Regions from separate parts of the Mus musculus genome. Here all the other regions are linked to region 1. The links are chromatin contacts, called in public HiChIP or PLAC-seq and promoter capture Hi-C maps. All regions are on one chromosome and are shown on one strand. Each heading gives the region's core, a stretch centred on a gene start, on an enhancer-like site or on the middle of the called end of the contact. The rest is flanking DNA. Distances are from core to core; before and after follow the strand shown. Region 1 holds the start of Umps (uridine monophosphate synthetase). Region 2 holds the start of Snx4 (sorting nexin 4). Region 3 holds the start of Ccdc14 (coiled-coil domain containing 14). Region 4 holds the start of 1700007L15Rik (RIKEN cDNA 1700007L15 gene). Region 5 has its middle 43 kb from the start of 1700007L15Rik. Region 6 has its middle 55 kb from the start of Snx4.

Evidence for each region. Promoter capture Hi-C pulls out the DNA fragments that hold promoters and counts their contacts. HiChIP or PLAC-seq counts read pairs in DNA pulled down with a chosen protein or histone mark. Capture Hi-C pulls out chosen DNA fragments and counts their contacts.
Region 2: a contact with region 1 is called in a promoter capture Hi-C map of adipose tissue, with 2.9 times the contacts expected there. The contact joins the promoter of Snx4 here to the promoter of Umps in region 1. A contact is called at or near these places in 18 of 39 promoter capture datasets (the 3T3-L1 cell line, 3T3-L1-derived adipocytes, the C10 cell line and 11 more), 11 of 115 datasets of contacts at active chromatin or transcription factors (the 230-238 cell line, acute myeloid leukemia, bone marrow-derived macrophages and 8 more) and 2 of 9 other capture datasets (adipose tissue and liver).
Region 3: a promoter capture Hi-C map of pre-B cells shows a contact between it and region 1, with 3 times the contacts expected there. The contact joins the promoter of Ccdc14 here to the promoter of Umps in region 1. A contact is called at or near these places in 14 of 39 promoter capture datasets (the 3T3-L1 cell line, 3T3-L1-derived adipocytes, the HPC-7 cell line and 9 more), 1 of 484 Hi-C or Micro-C datasets (regulatory T cells) and 1 of 115 datasets of contacts at active chromatin or transcription factors (cardiomyocytes).
Region 4: an H3K4me3 HiChIP or PLAC-seq map of embryonic limb bud shows a contact between it and region 1, with 4 times the contacts expected there. The contact joins the promoter of 1700007L15Rik here to the promoter of Umps in region 1. A contact is called at or near these places in 13 of 39 promoter capture datasets (the 3T3-L1 cell line, HPC-7-derived erythroid cells, cranial neural crest and 7 more), 1 of 15 datasets of contacts at CTCF or cohesin (large pre-B cells), 7 of 115 datasets of contacts at active chromatin or transcription factors (acute myeloid leukemia, embryonic forebrain, embryonic limb bud and 4 more) and 4 of 9 other capture datasets (adipose tissue, liver, macrophages and 1 more).
Region 5: a FOXA1 HiChIP or PLAC-seq map of pancreatic cancer cells shows a contact between it and region 1. The contact joins the enhancer-like site here to the promoter of Umps in region 1. A contact is called at or near these places in 6 of 39 promoter capture datasets (the 3T3-L1 cell line, cranial neural crest, embryonic stem cells and 3 more), 1 of 15 datasets of contacts at CTCF or cohesin (large pre-B cells), 1 of 484 Hi-C or Micro-C datasets (cardiomyocytes), 11 of 115 datasets of contacts at active chromatin or transcription factors (bone marrow-derived macrophages, embryonic forebrain, embryonic stem cells and 6 more) and 1 of 9 other capture datasets (liver).
Region 6: a contact with region 1 is called in a promoter capture Hi-C map of liver, with 2.2 times the contacts expected there. The contact joins the enhancer-like site here to the promoter of Umps in region 1. A contact is called at or near these places in 8 of 39 promoter capture datasets (the 3T3-L1 cell line, 3T3-L1-derived adipocytes, the C10 cell line and 5 more), 2 of 15 datasets of contacts at CTCF or cohesin (embryonic stem cells and large pre-B cells), 18 of 484 Hi-C or Micro-C datasets (B cells, CD4 T cells, cerebellar granule neurons and 11 more), 13 of 115 datasets of contacts at active chromatin or transcription factors (the 230-238 cell line, astrocytes, bone marrow-derived macrophages and 10 more) and 2 of 9 other capture datasets (adipose tissue and pancreatic islet).

What each region holds. Positions count from the first base shown.
Region 1 is chr16:33,965,275-33,968,582 of GRCm38.p6, reverse strand. Umps (uridine monophosphate synthetase) reads left to right here and starts at 1,545. Exons shown (of 6, transcript NM_009471.3): 1 at 1,545-1,757. The coding sequence starts at 1,602.
Region 2 is chr16:33,249,205-33,252,787 of GRCm38.p6, reverse strand. Snx4 (sorting nexin 4) reads right to left here and starts at 1,332. Exons shown (of 14, transcript NM_080557.2): 1 at 1,187-1,332. The coding sequence starts at 1,327.
Region 3 is chr16:34,688,744-34,692,045 of GRCm38.p6, reverse strand. It overlaps Ccdc14 (coiled-coil domain containing 14), which reads right to left and starts at 1,430. Exons shown (of 13, transcript NM_172824.3): 1 at 1,215-1,430. The coding sequence starts at 1,388. Gm35150 (a long non-coding RNA gene) reads left to right here and starts at 1,340. Exons shown (of 4, transcript XR_876043.1): 1 at 1,340-1,408.
Region 4 is chr16:33,378,875-33,382,589 of GRCm38.p6, reverse strand. 1700007L15Rik (RIKEN cDNA 1700007L15 gene) reads left to right here and starts at 1,854. Exons shown (of 2, transcript NR_045709.1): 1 at 1,854-2,074; 2 at 2,211-2,736. It overlaps Zfp148 (zinc finger protein 148), which reads right to left and starts at 1,815. Exons shown (of 9, transcript NM_011749.4): 1 at 1,563-1,815.
Region 5 is chr16:33,335,596-33,338,943 of GRCm38.p6, reverse strand. No RefSeq gene overlaps it. Among named protein-coding and RNA genes, the nearest start is that of 1700007L15Rik, 43 kb to the left of the region's middle. Within about 2 kb of position 1,518, at least 90 of the 459 cell types and tissues checked have an H3K27ac peak or open chromatin away from gene starts, as enhancers often do. A contact at or near this core is called in embryonic stem cells, hippocampal neurons, liver and 2 more, where this site is marked.
Region 6 is chr16:33,304,844-33,308,279 of GRCm38.p6, reverse strand. No RefSeq gene overlaps it. Among named protein-coding and RNA genes, the nearest start is that of Snx4, 55 kb to the right of the region's middle. Within about 2 kb of position 1,324, at least 34 of the 459 cell types and tissues checked have an H3K27ac peak or open chromatin away from gene starts, as enhancers often do. A contact at or near this core is called in liver, neural progenitor cells and palatal mesenchyme, where this site is marked.

The DNA of each region.
Region 1 (3,308 bases), core at 296-2,795:
TGAGGTAATATGGTTGTCCTCTCTTTCCCCTCAAATATTTGAAAGCCTGGCAAGCTTTAAAAAAAAAATCCCATCAGTGGCCCAGCAAGATGGCTCATCAGATAACAGCGCTTGTCACCAGGCCTGAGGATTTGAGTGTGACCCACAGGCCTGCAGAGTGAATGCAGAGCTTCAGCTTCAGCTCCAGCTGGATCGCACAGGTTTATGCATACAGGTTGGTAGGAGGCTTGATCAGGCTTCCAGTGTCTGCAGGTGATGCACAGCTGGGAATGAGGCTGATCTATTGAGCATTCTGTCAATTAACAGCACACAGAGATGAACGTAGTTGTTGACCTAGCAAGAAGAACAAAGCATTTTAACATCTGAATTCTTATTTAATCAAGGCCTTACTGAAGTTGCTGGTAATGAGAAACAACTGTCAAGACAACAAATTTTACCTGTCATGGTGGTGAACACTTTTAATTCAAGCACCCAGGAGGCAGAGGCAGATGGATCTCTGTGAGTTCGAGGGCAATCTGAGCCTTCACTACATTGTGAAGTCTACATCAGGCTGGGTAACATAAGGAAGCCCTGTTTCAAACCCAAAACAAACGCTGGGATCTATGGGGGTTTCCACGCTGGGAGCTCAACACGATCTCTTTAGAGAAAACAAAGAGACAAAATGAAATCTCAGTCTGTTTGATAAGTGGCATTTCCTTAAAATAGGAAAATACAGTCAATCCCAGCACTTGAGAGGCAGGTGGATCTCTGAGTTCGAGGCCAGCCTGGTCTACAGAGTGAGTTCCAGGACAGCCAAGGCTATACAGAGAAACCCTGTCTCAAAAAAAAAAAAAAAAAAAAAAAAAAAGAAAAAAAGAAAAAAACAAACAAACAAACAAAAAGGAAAATACAGTCTTAGGGGATTATCATTATTATTAACACAGGCTCACTAGATACCTAGGTCAGCCTTGAACTTGGAATCCTCCCATTTCAGGTTCTTACATAGCTAGGACTACAGGAGTTCACTTAACCAGCTAAGGGTTTTGTAAACCAAATATGCTTGAGTTTTCAAACTGCCCAACATTCCCCTTCCAGTTAGCCAATAGATACTGTCAGTTGATCCTCCCTAACTGGCCCCACCCTTCTTCATCTGGTACACTTCAAGTGGTCTAAAGGAAGTTTGTCAGCCCCTGAGTGCACGGTGACCTGCTTCAGATTTCTATGTGCAAATTACTATGAAACTCTCCCACGCCAACTGCTGTAAAATTAATACAAGAAGGTAGCCACAGGCTCTGTCTTAGAGGATTTTTATTTTATGGAAAGAAACCCTGAGAGATTAGGGAAGTGGCTGTTAACAGTGACTGGATCAGATAAAGAAGCGCTCAGCTATAAACAAAACAAACAAAATAAAAAATGAACGAAGCCTACAGATCCCTCCGGGGGAAATCAGGCTTCGATCTAGCTTTCAGGTTTGAAAACCCACCTCCCCAACCAGGAAGCATCTAGAACACTCAATGAAGCCCGCGGCCCGGGCCGGAAAGGGGGGCGGAAGAGGCGGGACTTCTGGGTGACGTCACGGGCCCCAAGCCCCTCGGCTTCCAGAGCGAACTGAGCGCGCGAGAATGGAGGTCGCCAGCCAAGCCCTGGGCCCCTTGGTCACCGAGCTGTATGACGTGCAGGCTTTCAAGTTCGGGAGCTTCGTCCTGAAGAGCGGGCTCTCCTCCCCAGTCTACATCGACCTGCGGGGCATCGTGTCACGCCCGCGTCTTCTCAGTCAGGTACCAGCCCCGAGGGACGGGATGGCTCCGGGTGGCGGGAAAAGAGAGCAGGAGATGGCGGGGGTGGCCGAAATTGGGGACAAGGGAGAGCCACAGACCAGGCAGGCAAGCCCTCCCGACTGCTGGTCTGGAGAGTGTGGAGGAGCTTGGGGACCGGGAGCCTTCAGCTTCTTTGAGACCTTGTTTCTGGACCGATCGGTGTAGACACGTGTTTTGCGAGAGTCCGGGTGTCCTGTTGGGCTCTGGCCGGCGGAGAAGTCCTTGAGTGAGTTCTGTGTACCTAACCCCCAGAAAGTGACAATTAGGGAGGAAAGGAAAAGGCGGGAGGGTGGAGAAATTAGTAGCGGATCAAACGACTCGATTTAATAGTGCATGGCCAGTAGCAAGAAGTGAAAGCCATATGGTGGATACCAGAAAGGCAGAATTTTTTGGTTGGCAAGGGTAAAGTGTGCACTTAGAGGTTTCTAGCCTGTTGTTTCTCAAACCTCGTGTCGGTTGTCTGTGAGTCACCGCCAAGTCGGCCTTGAGGCAGTGCTTTCTAGAATAACAAGCCTCCAGCCGAACTGCATGCAGATGGCATTTAGAATAAAAGGTTAGAAATGGCAGGAAGTGTTGCTAGGGACTCTGTGTGGATTATAGATCATTGTGAAGTTTGTATTAGCGTTTATAGTGGGTGTGGGTGTGTGTCCAGGTGTGCACGTGCCGTGGTACACTTTCGAAGATCAGAGTGTGTTCTCGCCCTCCCTCTCTGTCTTGAGGGTTAAACGGATTGAACTCAGGTGGTCAGGCTGGGCAGAAAAACCTTTACCAGAGGAGCCAGTGTGCCTGCCAGAATTGTTAATAAATAAAGCACTGGGGTTGGAGTCAAAAGTTAAAGGTCCCACTTCATAGTGCTGCTCAAGGCCAGCCTGGGCTACATGAGAATTTGTCCCAAGACCAAACATACTAATGGAATAGTTAAAAGTTACTAGTGGCTACTTTGTTGCCTAGTGTAACTGTAGAATATTTCCATTATTTGCAGAGGTCTATCAAGACATAATATGTATGTAGCCAGGTATGGTGGTGCACATCTATAATTCCTGCATTCAGGAAGCTGAGGCAGGAGAATTGTGAGTTTGAGGTCAGCCTGGGTTGCACAGGGAGACCCTGTTTTTAAAAACCAACCCCTCTGCCCTCAATGTACTGTTCCTATCACATACTTAAGGTTTGTTTCTTGGGTACCCATTTTGCCTAAATTGTTGTGAGTAGATTGAAACCCTGATTGACGTGGTTTGAATTATTGGCTTTTCACCATCCAGAATCTTACTATGATTAGGAACCGTATTACCAAGAACTATCTAATTAAAATTTTAAAGAGGTTTATGTAAATAGGTGTTCTCAAGATATATAGCACCGCCCAAAAACCCAATAGATAATATGCTTCTAACTTCGTAGCAATAAGTGATAATTGACTGGTTGTGTACACACATAAACAATTGAAGGGAAACGATAGTATTTATTTCCCTAAAAAACAAATTCCCCCAAATCATTTCTTATACTCTTATGATTTGT
Region 2 (3,583 bases), core at 83-2,582, 720 kb after region 1:
AAAAGTTCATGTGACAGTGTGTAAACTATGGACTTTGGGTGACAACCTGGCCTCACCGCGTATAACATAAACGAGTCTGGTAAGAAGCGTGGACAAGGCACAAGTCTGAATATGAGAACTGAGTATACGGGAAAATCTCCCCATTTCTCTTTCAATTCTACAGCGACCTTAAAACTGTTCTCAAAAATCAAAGTCTTAGCCGGGCGTGGTGGTGCACGCCTTTAATCCCAGCACTCCTGGGAGGGGAGAGGGCAGATTTCTGAGTTCGAGGCCAGCCTGGTCTACAGAGTGAGTTCCAGGACAGCCAGGGCTATATACAGAGAAACCCTGTCTCGAAAAAACACAAAACAAACAAACAAACAAAAAGTTAAAGTCTTTAACTTATAAGCACACATAAATGGTTTAAGTAGTCAAAACCTCCAACTGCTGAGAAGTTCCTGGTTAGCTCTCTCGAAACTTAGTCCTCTCTAGAGACGCATCAATCATAAAAATGTACGGGTTACCTTAGCATGAATACCTACTGGGGGTGAGGGGGCAACAGCAAAATGGCTGGACAGGGGCTGAGCAACTGAGGGTCAGGGAGTTCAAATACAGGGCGCTAATGAGTTTCCTAAACATTTGTTCATCAGAGTCTACAAATCCGTCACGACCCTTTGGATGGATGCACTCACAGATTGACAACGCGACACTCCCTTAACTCAAAAGGTGAGAAACACCAGTTATCACCGAGGGGCGGGGATTGCAGGAGGAAACATTATAACGACATTACAGCTAAATGGAGAGTTCAACAAATGTTTCTTCCTCTGTCCCTTCTCTTTAACGTGACGCTGATGTCTATTTCCCGACGTGTCCATAGGCCAAGCCCCCCTTACTGCGCACACTCGCCTCTCACCAAGGGTGTAGCCGCCTCCCAGCGACCCCCTCGGCCGGCCGGAAACAGCAGCGAGCCTCTTCAGGGCCAGACCCCGGGGGACGCGCCCACTGACACCGCGGGCCACGCCACCACGGACACGCGTGACAACGCCCACGCGGCGCTCCGGCACGCCGCGCCTGTGAGTCCATTTCCACTCCGCATCGGGTCATCCTCCGGTCTCGGGACCGCACCCACCAGACCCAGCCAGGGCGGCCCGGCCCGGCCCGCTAGGCCCGGCCCCAGACCGGAAGCCTCCGCCGCCCCTCTCCTCACCGTGTCGACCCCTGAGCCGTCTTCTCGGGTGCCCTCGTTCTCCTCACCGACCGCGGCCTCCAGCACAGCGCCAGGGCCACCCAGCGGCTCCAGGGGTCCAGGCTGCAAGAGCTTCTCGGGGTCCGGAGGTGCCTGCTCCATAGCTGTAGTTTGGCACCGCGAGTCCAGTGCGCCTGCGCGGGGCCTTGACTCCAGCCGCCCCGCCCTCTGCTTGTGGTAGCTCCGCCCTGCGCTCTCGGTAGTCCCGCCCCTGCCCACAGAAACTCCTCCTAGGCAGCGGAGACCCCAGAACGCTGGACCACCAGCCAAGACCTGCGACCGAGGGAGGTAGGGGAAAGCTAGGGCGACTACAGAGGGTTGGCTACAAAACTGGTAATCTGGGAGAGCCGGTAAAGACATAAAGAAACTAAAGTGAAGTGAACTCAAGAAGTGCAGAAGCCACTCAGATTGGCGATCCCCTCAAGTAATTGTGTCATTAAAAAGAAAGGGAGATTGTCTTGTGACCATCGCCCTTACCTTGCATTCACAATTCCGTTTCCCCTCGCAAAGACCAGAGCAGCATCAATTATTAACTTTTAGAGAGTTGAGTAACGCATTCAGCAAAAGATAACGCCTAAAGATTTGAGAGGTAAGATGGCTGAAGCAGGCTGGAGAGCGCCATTGTTAAGTAAGTGTTTAAACTTTAGACGCTAAAGCAATTTAATTTTCTACAAGTCTCTTGTAATTTCCTGAACCTACCCCTTGGCAAGATTCCCTGTGGTGACCTGAAGAGAAATGTTCACTGACTGTAGCCTAAATATGGGACCTTTGGGTTGGTATTTTTGTACAAAACCTGGTCTCGGACCAAAACTGATTCTTGCCAAACATCCTTTTCCGGGTTGTGAAGCACAATTTCTTCCTCCTGGAGTTTTCTCCCTGGCTTGGTGGCAAAGTTCCATTCATGCTCAAAGCACTTTCTCTTGTTATTTTACAATAATTTGTTCTAAATCCAGCTTCCTCCAGCTAGACTCTAGACTTCTTTAATGCAGGGACCCCTTCTCCTATCCTTTCCCTGTTCCTTCCTTACAGAGCCTGGACTATTTATGTATTTAGGTATTTTATTGTTCGCCAGGGATTAGTTAGGTCCGGCAAACCCCCAGAAAACATGTTTTTAAATCAGAAGACTTTTTTTTTTTTTTTCCGAGACAGGGTTTCTCTGTGTAGCCCTGGCTGTCCTGGAGCTCACTCTGTAGATCACCAGGCTGGCCTCGAACTCAGAAATCTGCCTGCCTCTGCCTCCCGAGTGCTGGGACTAAAGGCGTGCACCACCACCACCCGGCAGAAGACTATTTTATTAATCACACAAGGATAGATTTGTTCTCATTATCTTGTGATCTTTTCCCAGTTTCTGAGATCTCAGAAAACTAGATCCTAAAGCCGGCAGGATGTTCGTTGTGAGCTGACCAGTGGGTGACAACGAGGAAATGACACCTGGCTTTGTAAGGCCTGAAGGAGACCATATTATTGTCTACTGTTTTGTTTTGTTTAAAAATAAAAGCTAGAAGCCGGGAAGTGGTGGCGCACTTCTTTAATCCCAGCACTTGGGAGGCAGAGGCAGGCAAATTTCTGAGTTTGAGGCTAGCCTGGTCTACAGAGTGAGTTCCAGGACAGCCAGGGCTATCTAAAGAAACCCTGTCTTGAAAAACCAAAAAAAAAAAAATTAATTAAAAAGTAAATAAATAAATAAATAAATAAAAGCAAGCTAGTCTGGTGGTGGTGGCAGTGCATGATTTTAATTCCAGAACTTGGGAAGCAGAGACAGGAGGATCTCTGAGTAGAGGCTATCTATATAGTGAGATCCAGGACAGCCTGGGCTACATAGAGACACCCTGTCACTAAATAAATAAACACTTAAATATAATAATAATAATAAACTAAAATGAATCAGACCTCTATCCTCCACTACTGAGTGCTGGAAAAACAGGTTGAGTGCCACTACCACACTGGGTAGAACCTCTCTGCCTAGAAGTCTATTCCGGAAAAGCCCTGCCTTATTCGGAGAAAGGCTTCCTGTAGGGAAGGAACACTTCGTCTGGAGGAGGTGATTCTGGCTGTAAGCAATGGCTTCACAAATCCCAGAGTGGGTTTGGATTTTCCCCCACTGGAAACCAGGATCCAGAAGAGGCTCATAGACTCGGCCTCTGCCCTGACTCCCTGTGCAGCGCAGGGTTCAGGGAGGGAAAGGAGGCAAGGATGGTGCTGCATGCTTTTATAACCCACCCCATGTACGCATGTGCACAAATAGGGAATGGATGGGAAAAACGCTAGGGGAGCTTTGGGCTCGCCATACTGGTGCTGTTTCAGAGAGGGGCCACATGAGTGACCCCACTTGGGAGCTTTCACTTGTTACTTCTATGG
Region 3 (3,302 bases), core at 181-2,680, 720 kb before region 1:
CTCGGCTTATTTTCTGAGGAAGCTATACTAGTTATATTCTCACCAGGACTATACAAGAGTACCAATTTCTCAACACCATCACCAATACTTATTTTGTGATAGAAAATATTTTAACTTCCATTTCTTTGATGACTACAGCATATTTCCCTAGACATATTGACAACATGCAACCATTCAAAAAAGGAAGTCTCAAGACAGGGTTTTTTTTTTGGGGGGGAGGGGGGAGTGCAAAATATACATTAGCAAGAAAGACAACATTATAGGTATGTTGTTAAATGGTGGGAAACAAAGTAAAACCCCAAGTCTACTATATGCCAAGTGCTTTCTAAATCTCCAAGACAGAGATGAAATATTCTAGTAGTAGACTAGCACCAGGTCCAACATGAAGTGATTTGTGGAAGATTGCAAGATGCGGAAGGTGGCCTGAAGCACGCCCAACTAGCGGAGATGTGATGGTGTTGGAAAAATATTCTAGAGACGGTTCTTGACATGAGGGCTAGAAGGAAAATAGAATTAACAGGCCCACCATAATTTGAAAAGACGTGGGAGCACGAAAGGTCAGAACGCCCAGGGCACAGCAGGGCTAAAACTAGTTTAGCTCTATTGGACCTGATTGGATGGGGCGGGAACTGCAAAGGATCCAAAATGGCTCTGTTCCAAGCCAAATGTGTATCTTGAAAATGGGTTTCCCTGTCGTACTTGGAGCAGTTACTAGAGAACATCAAGAGTCACGCGTTTGAGAACGGAGGGCGGGTACAGCCACTTACTGGGAGACTCCAACAACAGAGACAGAAGATCAGTTAAGAGAAGCACCGAGAAGCTGAATCCGGGGAGAGGATTAACTCAAGCTAAGATCCTAAGAACTTCTCTGATAGAGATGTTATTAGGCAGTCGGACAAATGACCAAGTCGGGCAAATTACTGGCTTTGTAGAGGCACAATTGCTGGATAACTACGTAATATTGGAAACAACTGCAAAGCACAGAGCGGGAAGGAGGTCACTGCACTGGTGATAAAGGCTGGGCTTCGAACCCGGGGTCTGACACCAAACTGCGCTCTGGAAGACTGGCACGGCCGCCCTGAATAAAGCATTCATCTAGGGACGTCCTCACCACTTCGGGCGCGCCGCAGTTACTATTTTTTTTCTAGCACCTTCCTAAATCCCCCTCGCCTCTCGCCACCCCACAGTGGACTCATCAGGTCCGCAGCCCTCACCTGGCCCGGTCGAGATCCGGACCTGACCATTTCTCTCAGCCTCAGAAGAGCCCAGGCGTAGGGAAACGAATACTTGAGAAAAAAAGAATTAACCGCCGAGATGTCCGGACCTCCCTTGTCCCGCCCCCTGAGCTTCCGCTTCCGGGAAGAAGGCCGCGGACCGCCGGGACTCATAGCCTCCTTGGCGCTAAAAGGTTTTCCTTCGGGTCGGAACCTGGAGCCCTGGGCGTGCGCAACAGACTCCGCGTGCTCCAGCTTGCCACGCCCAGGCGGAGAGTGGGAGAGGCCAACAGACGGCCCGGGGGGCGGGGCGGACGCGGGGGCGGGGCCTGATGTGGGCGGGGCCTTGCGGGAGGGGCGGGGCGAGGAACTCGTTGGCTTTGCAGCATTCTTCAAACTGGTTGAAGTGGGAACCAGGGCCTGCTAGCCCATTGGGTAAAGGACTACCGCTGGATTTCAGAAGCTTTGTGTACTGTTTTAAGTGTATTTGTTCTTGAGAGTCAATAGAAATCTAACCTGAACAGTGTTCAATGGTTTGGCTGTCTACTTTTTCTATCGAGATAATTGCTGTTGATAAAGGATGGCAGTATTTTTTACCACTGATAGCTGCACTAAATAGAGAATGGTGTTTGAGACACTATATTTGGGATTGTTTTAAATCAAGTTGGAGAGAAATTAACCCGGTTGACTCTTCTTTCTATGGTAAGATGGCTACCTTTGTTAAAAAAAAAAAAAAAAAAAAAAAGGGTTGTGTTGATTTTAAAACCCTGGGACCTGTAGAGACTTAGTGGATAAGAGCAACTCTTGCCCTTGCAAAGAACTCAGGTTGGATACCCACAGGTAGTGGGTCACAACCATGTGACTCCAATTTCAGAAGATCTAGTACTCTCTTCTGCCTCCTCAGGCACCAGTTGTACAAGTGGTACTCACATATGCATACGACATTTTAAAGAAGGATATATATGTATACACACGCGCGCGCGCATAATTTTGCTTGGCCTGAAACTTACAATGTAGACCATACTGGTCTGAAATTCACAAAGACCCTCCTGTTTTTGCCTACCTAATGCTGGTGCTAAAGGTGTATGCTATCACACCCTACTTAAATAAACCTTTTTTAAAAAATGAATTTAAATGGGGCTGGAGAGATGGCTTAGTGGTTAAGAGCACTGACTGCTCTTCCAGACATTCTGAGTTCAATTCCCTGCAATCACATGATGGCTCACAACCATCTGTAATAGGATCTGATGCCCTCTTCTGGTGTGTCTGAACAGCTACAGTGTACTCACATATATAAAATAAATAAATAATTCTTTTTAAAAAAATTAGTTAAAATGTAGCTGAATAGGTAGCACATAAGTTAAGAGCACTAGATACAACTGCAGAGGATCTGAGTTCAATTCCTAGCATCAGCTCACAGCTGTCTACAACTTCAGTTCCAGGGAATCCAGTGCGCTTTTCTGGCCTCTGGTCCCCAGCATGTAGTACACAGACATACACACAAGGAAAACATCTATACATGTAAGAATTTAAAAATAAATAAAATAAAAATATATACATTATATAAATAAAATTATATGCATATATATACACATATACATATTCCACAAGTAAAATCTTCCCATCTGTATAGTAAACACTCCAAGTGGAGGGATTTTAGTATTAGTTGTGTTGGCCACAAGGCAGCATGTTCCCCAGGATACTTATGAATGCCACCTAAAACAAATCTTAAATCTTACTTAAAATGATGAGGTGAAGGTTTTGCAATTTATTTTTAGTAGCTCTGTCTTAGTCAGGGTTTCTATTCCTGCACAAACATCATGACCAAGAAGTAGTTGGGGAGGAAAGAGTTTATTCAGCTTACACTTCCATACTGCTGTTCATCACCAAGGAAGTCAGGACTGGAACTCAAGCAGGTCAGGAAGCAGGAGCTGATGCAGAGGCCATGGAGGGATGTTCTTTACTAGCTTGCTTCCCCTGGCTTGCTCAGCCTGCTCTCTTATAGAACCCAAGACTGCCAGCCCAGAGATGGTCCCACCCACAAGGGGCCTTTCCCCCTTGATCACTAATTGAGAAAATACCCCACAG
Region 4 (3,715 bases), core at 605-3,104, 590 kb after region 1:
TTCTCACCCAGTGTTCCTTCTTGAAAAATGTGGTCTACTGTGCATTCAGGGAGTGCAGAACTTGGTTTCCTAACATAGGGACTGTCCCTCCTCATGAGACCTCGACTCATCCTGTCACTTCAGATTTCCTTAGGCATTACAACCACTCCTGACCTCCTTATAAGCTAAGATAACAGATATTCTAGATGCTCTGCCTACATTTTGCTTGCAGATGTTATTTTCTTTAATAACATCATGCCTCCGTGAAAGAGTACACCCGGAACTGTGAATGGAAAAGGATCTCCCGCCAACCCGAAGTATAGAACTAGACAAATGGAGCCTTCAAAGACCAGACTAGAATGCACCAACTCTTGACCCGGACAATTACAATCTATGTCCTGCAACCTAGGCTGAAATACGGCACCAGCTCTTCTGGTGGTACCATATAAGCTAGGCAGTGAAGAAGAACACCGCCAGGCCACGTTAATTCCTATTCCACCGTCTTCCAGGACGGTGTTCATCCACCCTCCGGTAACAGACAATACTCCAAATCTGCTAAAATTCTCAACTCCGTGGCCTCAAGAATGCCCAGAAGCCAGGCGGTTTCTCAAGGTCTCTTTCAAAGATTTTTCAGTTCACTAGTGCGGCACTAAAATGTCTCAAACCAATCTACAGGCTAAGTGACTAAATTCTCAATGACCCCCAACCAAGCGGGGACCCACACTTACCGGATGTCATCTACTGAAGAGCCCAAACAGGTTCCGAACTAGGCCACTCTGGCCCATCTGGAATAACTCTTTAGACCTTGGGCCAGCATTTGATAATTATGCTACATCTGTCTATTCTATTATGCATTCTCTGCTTCTTTTCCAATATTTAGCACTCCTCTGGCTTCAAACGCTCTTCCTTCTATCCGTAGAAACTACTCTAGCCTTCTTCCCCTTGCCTTGGAAACGCTTCGGTTCTTTCCATAATGAAACACCTAACGTATCTGCACAATGAACACCCTCAGAATCCTCAAGACTGCTCCACAGCCACCCCCGGCATTCCTCCACCTATCCGGCATCTTCCCCTCCGGCCCCTTTCTCCCCTTTCGCACTCCTACTCGGCTTCCTGCAAGCAATCCCCTTTTCACCAGCCCCTGCCCTTCCCTGCAGCCAACGAGCACACCGAGGCAGCAGCGGCGACCGAGGCCTGCGGTGCAGAAAGCACTGCACCAAGACGGCGGAGAACCCCAGGGTCTGGCCGGCCTCGTCGCCCACAGCCTGGCACCCCGAGGCCTCCCCGCGTGCATCCCACCTTCCTACCCGACACCGGCCGCAGGCCTCGGAGGCCGCCCGCTCTCTCGCCTCCGCCGCCCCCGTCATTCTCCGTTCTCCAAGCCCCGACCCACCATCCTCGCGTCCCCAGCCCCGCGCTCCCCGCGGCCTGCGCCCGCCGCCTCCCGGGCCGCCCCCCGGCCGGCCGGCCCGCCGCTCCTGCGGGTCACACCGTCGTCGCCGCGCTCCCCCCCCCCCGACCGCGCGCCGCCCCCTCCCCTCCCCCGCCCTCCCGGGCCCAGGCCTGCCAGGCCGAGCGTTTACCGCGGGGCTGGCGCCGAGGCGCGCGGTCACTGACTGCAGGCGGCGGCGGCTCCGACCTTCCCACGGGCCCGACGAGGAGGGCGAGGGGGAGGGGAGAGAACTTTTGCTGTGGCAGCTCCGGCGACAGCTCCCACCCCTGCGCCTTTCTCCTCTTCCTCCCCCTCCTCCTCCTCCTCCTCTTCCTCCTTCTCTTCCTCCTCCCAGAGCAGTCGAGAGGCAGACATGGCGCGGCTAGAGCGTCGCCGCGGTCGCCGCCGCTGCCGGCGCGGTGCATTATGGGAAGCATCGCACACAGGAAGCGCTCCGGGCCGCCGGCCCTCGCTTGGCGCGGAGACCTGGCTGCGAGACCAAGCGTGGCTTTGATTCTGGCGCCTGCGTGTCAGCAGCGCGGCGTGGCCGGGAAAGCTGGGCCCCGCTCTGGGGGTCCCCCTGATGGGCCTGAGAGGAAAACGCTTTGAAATTGATGGGAGCTGGGAAAGCCACTGAGAGGGACGTCCTCCCCTTGAGGCTGGGTGCGTGCCTGGCACCCCGAGAAGTGAAAAATGGGGATTAAATAGCGGCCCAGGCCCTGGGAAGTGGAAGGGGCGGGAACGTCGATGAAGGGTTTAGCCAGGATTTCTTGGATCTTTCTTTTATTCTCTTACCTAGCCTCTCCTCTTTTTCCGGAAGATGCTACCCTGCACCCTTGAAACTAGAAAACCTGGTTGGAGTCTGCAAACCGCGATGCAGGATGTGGGCACCGAGAAAAAGCAAGAGATCCCAGTCAGGACTTCGTTGGCCCAAACCACGGTCTGCATGTCAGCAAAGACTTGGTTATAATCTCTGCATACCTAAGATTGCTTAGTTGAGCCATCTTTTGGCAGCCCTTCGACGACCTTCACTAAATCCTGGTTTCTTAGGAGCGCCCTCATTTAACACCAAGGCCCTTTAGTTGCCTATACAAAGGGAGGGCTTACAGTTAATGACCTTTGTGCCCACACAGTAGTACAAGGTCAGCTAACTTAATGTGCCCAGTGAATGTCGATCGGGTTATTGGGAACTTCCTGAGAGATGGAGCACCTTCGTTAGGATTTCTGTTTCACAATCTCAAGGCTTTATTTTAGCACCTCTCTGCAATACTTAAACATAACCTTTGAGGTGAGAGGGAAAGGACATTAAAATATCTACATAACCATTTCTGGAATTCTCTCCTTGTCCACACCCACCTCCCCACCCCTTGAATGTTCATTTGAATAGGCTTTTTGGCCAAACTCCAAACTCCCGCATTATGCACTTGTGATGACACTGAATTAGATTACTGTCTGCAAGGTTAATATTCCCTCAGGCGTTAACCTTAGTAAACCGCGACGCCTTTTGAAGTAGCTGAGGCTCAGAAGTTCAGCTGAATTCAAACACAGTTAACTAAGAAAAGCAGGGATGAGCCCACAGCCTCACAATAAACTCTACTTGAACCTTCTCCACTAAAAAAATATAAATTTTAATAAGATGACAGTGCATATTCTGAATGCTAATTGTAACAAAACCGTGATACAAGCTAGAGCAAGGGACAGTTAGCTGGAGGACAGCCTTCTGGCAACTTCTAGCAACTGCAGTGACATCAAATTCAGATGTATTTTTAAAAAGGGAAGAGAAGAAAAAAAAAACCCTCTGGCAGCCAAGAAGCTAACTTTTAGGTTTAAGCTGTGGTAAAGCTAATAACTAGAAAGAGCTAAAAGCCTAGGGTCACACCCAGTGGACTAAGATGAATAGGGTTGCCACTAGGAATACATCTCTTTGTTTCTGAAGAGAATTAAGACAAGGAAGAAACAACCATCTAAAATGGGCAGAGTGGAGAAGACTACTGACCATGCCTTCAAAGTAAGAGTGATTGAAGGCTCTTGAAATTCTTGCTGGTCCATTTTTTTTATCCAGACTGCTGCTGCTTACCTTCCAATACCAGTCTTGGCCACGCAGCTTGCTTCCTTTCCATCTTAAATTTCTTCCACTCACCCACTTTAAAACAATGAGAGACAGCCATAAGGTAGTGACGTTAATCCCAGCACTCAGGAGGCAGAGGCAGGGGTATCACTTGAGTTAGAGTCCAGCCTGGTCTACAGAGCAAGTTCCAGGACAGCCAGGGCTTCACAGAGAAACCCTGTCTGAGATGGCTCAGC
Region 5 (3,348 bases), core at 269-2,768, 630 kb after region 1:
ACTTGAATATAGAGTGGGAACACTGAGCAAGCCTGTATTCGGGTCATCTAATCACACCCATGCATGCGTTTCCTGCCTGCATTTGTACACATGGAGGCTGCTAAGAGCTCATGAAATTTCAGAGGGAATGTGCCGTCTTAACCAGGACTACCCTGCCCCTTGCAGAATATAAATAAATATGCTGTCCCTCCCTCAACAGAGCGAGGGACCTGAAAGCCAAACAGACACTGTGGACACAGAGTTGCCCTCAATAAATATTTGTTAAACAAGCACATGCATGAATGAATGAACAAACACATCTTGCTTCCTGTGACTCTGGACAGGCCCACATGCTCAGCACATTTAAATTCCTCCTCAAACACCATTGTTCCTCTGGGCCGATGCTCATCTCACAGAGTCTGTTTGCAAGCCTGCCTCCTTCTCTCAAAGGTGAACCTGGTATTACTGAGATAATATGGATTTTAGCAGGCAGTATTTAGGCCGCGTGTTGGAGCTATTAGAGATTGGAAGGATCCACTTGGGCCAGATGCCAGCTTCGTATGTTTAAAACCCTGGTATAGGTTAGGACTGTAGGTAGGTGGGAAGGTGCTTATGAAGGGCACAGGTTCAAGTCCCAACATAAGGGGTACAGATTTAAATAATAGGTTGAGCTTGCTGTGGTATTTTCCCCCTCCAAAAGGTGACTGGCCCTTGATGGAAGTCCTCTATGGCGGTTTCTTTTGTTGTGTTTGTGTGATTTTAATTTTTGTTGTTTTTGTTTTTCTAGACATGGGTTCTCTGTGGAATAGCCCTAGCTGTCCTGGACTTGCTTTGTAGACCTGGCTGGACTCAAACCAGCCTGCTTCTGCCTCCTGAGTGCTGGGATTAAAGGCATGCGCCACCACACCAGGCAAGATTTAAAATTTGTACTGTTATATCTACTTTGTATTTTGCATGTGCGCTTGTGGGCAAGAACTGGTGAATGTCATGTGTATAGAGGTCAGAGGCCAACTTGCAGGAACCGGTTCTTGCCTTCTAGCTGTGGGTTCTGGGGGTAGGGGTTGAACTCAGGTCATCAGACTTGAGGGTGGCGTTTGTGGGCTGAGCCCTCCCACAGACCCTGCTTCCGTCTGATTTTGAGACAGTGTTTCATGACCTCGGCACACTCAGGTAGCTCAGAAACAAACAATCAAACCAAACCAAAACAACGTCCCCCGGCACCACTTTTGCCTTCGGTTCACCTACCTTTCTTGTCTGCGCTTTTTAAATTTAGGAGAGTATTTCCAGGAGACAGTGATCCTGGAGGGAAATTAGAACAAACGCTTCCTGATCGATTACGAGTCACTCGCAAAACCAGGAAATCTCGTATTATAGAGTCATTGTAGATGGTGACGTGTTAGAGATCAAATATAAACAAACAAAAGATGGACTTGGTAGTTGTTGCTTAATGGGCTCAGGGGCGCCCTCCTGTGGGCCAGTCCCTACCCCGGGCCTCCAGAGACTGCGGCCCTCCCCTGAGCTTCCATCTGGAGCCTGGTCTGTTGAATGAAAGGTATGCACATCCTCACCGTAGAGGGAGAGTCGCCAGGTTCAGCTTTCAAACTGCAGAAATGAAGAGCAAGCCAAATGATGACATCACCGTTGGTTTGCGAGGCTGCCTGCCTCCTGGTGGAGGGCACAGAAGCTTCACTTTTGTCCTTGCTGTGGGACTGGCACTGACTGGCCACTTCTGGCTGAAGGTCAGAGCTGAAGCAGACCCACTACCCTTGGAAATCCCTGTCTTGTTTCTGTCCAGACCAAACCTCCTCCTCTTCTTTGTTTCTTTTTGTTGTGTTTTTGTTTTTTTTTTTTCAAGGCAGAGTCTCATGTGGCCCAGGCTGGTCCAGAACTTGCTTTGTAGCTTTGAACTCCCTGATCATTCTGGCTCCACCTACCAAGTGCTGGGGGTTTCAGGTGTCCGACACCATGCCGTGTAGACAGGACACTCTCTAGGCCAGTAGTTCTCAGCCTTCCTAATGCTGTGACCCTTGCATACAGTTCCTCATGTTGTAGTGACCCCCCAACCATAAAATTATTTCATTGCTACTTTGTAATTTGGCTAATTATAAATCACAGTATAAATATCTGATAGGCAACCCCCATGAAGGTCACAACCCACAGGTTGAGAACCACTGCTCTAGAGCATTCTTTAGAGCCCTGTCTCTCTGGGGCAAGACAAGAACAAGGGAGTGAGGGAGCTAAGAGAACCACCGCTTACATTTGTGGGGGGCACCGCCTTAGCCCATAGCCTGCTTCCCAGTGTTCCAGGCAGGGGGATCAGGAGACCAAAGCCAACACCCACTATTGCTCTTAGTCCCTGCCTGCCTTCTAGAATATTCTACCAGCTTCTGGCTAGGGACCAGCTAGTGATTCTATATCATTTCTAGTTTGACATCGAAACCTCTGAGTTTTCAGCCAACATCACAGCAAGGCCAGTCTCCTCCATCCCTCCCTCCCTCCCTTCCTTCCCCACACCCTTTCTTCCTCTCCCCGTCCCCCTCCCCCCCATCTCCCTTCCTCCTGTCGCCTTCCTCATTTTTTATCCTCCAGAGACTATACCTGAATAGACCACACACATTTTCATGATATTTCCTAACGAAAACTAAAGGAGTAAATTGCAAACCTGCATTCATAACTATTTCTGGGTGCTACAAATTGGTGCTAGCCCTTAGCTGTTTTTCTCTGACCACATAGTTTTCCTATCCTTGAGTGAGACCGTCTCAGTCTGCCTCAGCGCATGCCATTGTCCCAGGACTGACCCAGCCTGGGATTGGCGTCCTTTCTAATTACAGAGAAGCACACACACACCCTCCCCCGCCAGGTCCGGTGCATCTGATATTTCATACCCAGTGTTTGGTTCTGGGTGTCAGATTTTAAGATGCACACTGACAGATTGGAGAGAACAACCAGGTAGTGAGGACTCTGGAAACCATCTTATACCAAGAAGGGGAAGAAAGCAAAACAAAACAAAACAAAATGCTCACCCAGGGCTGGAGAGATGGCTCAGCGGTTAAGAGCACTGACTGCTCTTCTGAAGGTCCTGAGTTCAAATCCTAGAAACCACATGGTGGCTCACAACCATCCGTAATGAGATCTAACACCCTCTTCTGGTGGGTCTGAAGACAGCTACAGCATACTTATATATAATAATAATTTAAAAAATCTTAAAAAACAAAGAGTCAGGCAGTGATGGCACATGCCTTTAATCCCAGCACTTGGGAGGCAGAGGCAGGCAGCTACACAGAGAAATAAAAACCAAAAGTAAAGGAAGGAAGGAAGGAAGGAAGGAAGGAAGGAAGGAAGGAAGGAAATGCTCAACCAGAAGAGAGA
Region 6 (3,436 bases), core at 75-2,574, 660 kb after region 1:
CCCAGACTGTCAGGTTCTGGACTAGGATGTGAAGAGAGCAGGGGTGGCCATGGCTCAGGGGAGAGCTGATGCCAGCCGAGCGACTGGCACTTGTGGACCACTAGGCCATATTTGACTTGTGCTGGCAGCTGCAGGGAGGAGCAGCCTCCAGCTTTACAGTGATGTCTGGGGCCTGAAGCTTCTCCTCTGGCTGTGGAGTAGACAGACAAGCACGATGAGACCGGCACCTGCCAGTGACCAACCCATGCTGTGAGTTCAAAGATCTCTGTCCGCAAAACACTGAGTGTGGGGCCGGGCTGCTCGTAGGCTGACCATGTGAAGAGAGATGTCTGTGTGCCAGTCCCAAGTACCCTGTCCTCGAGGCTTGAGTGGGTATGGTCTGGCTCCGTGCCAACTGCTTTGTCAGCAGAGGCAAGCAGAAAAACAACCTTTTAAGTCCTTCATGATGTGTGTGTGTTGAAGAATATATGGTGAATCTTGGTTTCTTAAAAAAAAAAAAAACCCAGTTATGCTATGTGCATGTTTTTGTTTTAATCTCAGGTGTGGGATAGAGGTTCCTTTAGTTTGTCCACAGCTGCTGTGATTTTTTTTTCATATTCTAGGAGGGGTGTGATCTTTGCCAGCTAAAAAATTGTTTATATTTGGAATTCTGGCGACTCTTGAGAGGGTATAAATGCGAGAGCCCTGAGCACGCGTGTGGAGGCTGCTTCTGGTTCCTCCTGCTTCCTCCTGGGCTCTGCTGCACTTGCTATTGCTGGATTGCTGGTTGGAGATGTCCTGAAGATAGAGATTGGATTTGCCACGGAACCCAATGCCCCTAGTCAGCAGGAAGTAGTATAAAGAGGTCTATACCTTTCCCTTCTAAACCTCTTTCTTACCTAGTGTTGCGGTGGGAGGATGGAAGGCATTAAGGTGGAATAAGGACTGGAAGTGTGGTAGGTATAAGAACCCAATAAAATAACAACAACAAAAATATCCAAGACAAAAACACAAGGACATACTATACCATCTTTCTAATCTAAAAGTGTGAAAACTTCTCATCTCTTCATTCTCCCAAGTGGAGTGTGTATTTCTCTTTTTGAAATAGTTTTTGGAGGCATTCGGGTATATTCCCAGCCTGGACAACATGACAAATCCTATTCTCAGAAGGACTGGGTTAGGATGTGTGGCTCAGTGGTAGAGCACCTGGATTCTCCCTGGAAGCCCTCCTTAGAGGACAGGCAAGCTCAACTCCCCCTCAAAAGGCTTCACTGCGTAGGACAGTGAGGTATCATCCAAGCCTGGTGAGTCCCCAGAAGACAGTCTCCTCTGAGTAATTACATTGCCAAAATGTAGGTAGAAAGGTCCAAGTTTAAAGGTCTGTTTACTTTATTGCCCTTTTACCACATGGACTGTGCCTGCTTGGTTAATGTTTATTTTGTTGAATAATCTAGTTTTAGTCACATCAATAAAAGTCCGTGCTACTTTTATAAAACAAAAACCAGTTTCAACCAGAGGTTTCTCCTGGGTCCGTTAGCTTTGCTGCCACCTAGTGGCACACTCCTAGAGTGCAGGGCTGGCCATATGGGACAGCCACCAGAGTTCCTTCCCTGGGCTAGAGTTCAGGGACTGCCTATAAGTGAGGTAGCCAGCCTGACCGAGGTTTACTCTAAATTCTAATTTCTACATACTAAAATAGAAAGTTCTCTATATGGGGGCAGGAGATTGTCACAATCAAAAGAACCAATGACCATCAAATGCCTAGTGTCCTGTAATTATTCAATGTCTTGGTGGAGAACTTGCTCTCACGGAGTGGTTTCCAACTGTTTATTATTATTAAGTATTATTATTAGTCTGTTTATTTAATGTGCATTGGTGTTTTATGTGCATGTATGTTGGCATAAGGGTGTCAGATCTTCTGGAACTGGAGTTATAGACAGTTATAAGCTGCCACATGGGTGCTCAGAGTTGAACTCATGTCCTCTGGAAGAGCAACCAGTGCTCTTTACTGTCGAGCCATCTCTCCAGCCCCTCCCAGATGTTTTTTTATAGATTCCTGGTCTCATGGTTTCTGTCACTGACCCCAGTGATATTACAGACAGGCACTACATTGTCAGGCACAACCTAAGTCTACGTTGGTCAGGCACTGTGGACCAGAGGTGAGAGAGAGAGCCCGATCAGGAGGGGTGTGGGTAAATCTAGCAAGTGATATTTAACAAATAAAGAGAAAGTCAGCCAGGAGCCCAAGGACTGGGAGAGGGCTGCCTGGATGGCGGCACAAGGGGGCACTAAGTCAAAAACACTGCAAGATTTTAAGAATGAATGACTCAGCAGAAGACAGCTGAAGATTCCAATTTTATAAATCTATAAATGAATTGAGCATGGTGGCACACATCTGTAATGCTTGTAAACTTGAAGGCTGAGATGGGAAGACTTGGAGTTTGCTAACCTGGGCTACACAAGATGCTGACAAAAATAAGGGGTGCAGAGGTAGTTGTCGCTAATGCGCTTGCCACACAGACACAAGGGCCAAAGAATCCACCCCAAAAGCTGGGCACACTGAGGATCCCATCCCATCACTGAGGAGGAAGTAACCGGTGAACCCCAGAGTTCACTGACCAAGATTCAGGGAGGGAGCATGGCTATGGTTGCCAACTGGACATGCCAGGGAGGCGGAAACCCCAGTTCAAGAACTGCCTCCATCAGACTGGCGTATGGATATGTTTTGGGAGCATTGTCTTGACTGCTAATTGATGCGGGAAGGCCCAGCCCATTGTGAGCGGTGCCTTCTCTGGGTAGCAGCCTGGGCTGTATAAGAAATGTCAGCTGAAGTGCTCCTGTGGGAAAGCCAGTGTTCCTCCATGGTCTCCACTTCAGTTCCTACCTTGAGCTCCCTTGATGGATTGACACCTGTAAGCCAAATAAACCTATTATTCCCAAGATGCTTGTATCACAGCAACAGAAAGCAAAGGACATATACCTTTAAGGTAGGTTAAAATGGAGAAAAGAAAACGAGAAATTAGGCAGCTGGGTGTTGCTGTAGAAGAGAAGCACTATTTGTTGAGACAGAGTCCCACAGTGTAGCCCAGGCTGGACTCAAATTGCTTGCTGATCCTTCTATTCCAGCCCCCTAACTCCTAATATGACAGATGTGCACCACATCTAATGATGCGGGAGATTCTGACACATCTACACTATACTTGATAGATGAGGGAGAACAAAACAGATTACAATAAGGAAAATACTTGGACTCCAGTTTAGAGGCTTCCATAGTGGCCCACAGGGTGCACTGACCCCTGGTCCCTATAGCTATCCTTAATGCATACCAGGATTTGATCCTCTGAGCTCTTTCCATACTTACAAGCCAGCCATTTCAAGCACTTCAGGCTGCGTCCTCTCCAGGGGAGCTTCAGCAGTTTCAGGCCATGGTGTTTCTGAACAGAAGCATAGGGAAGCT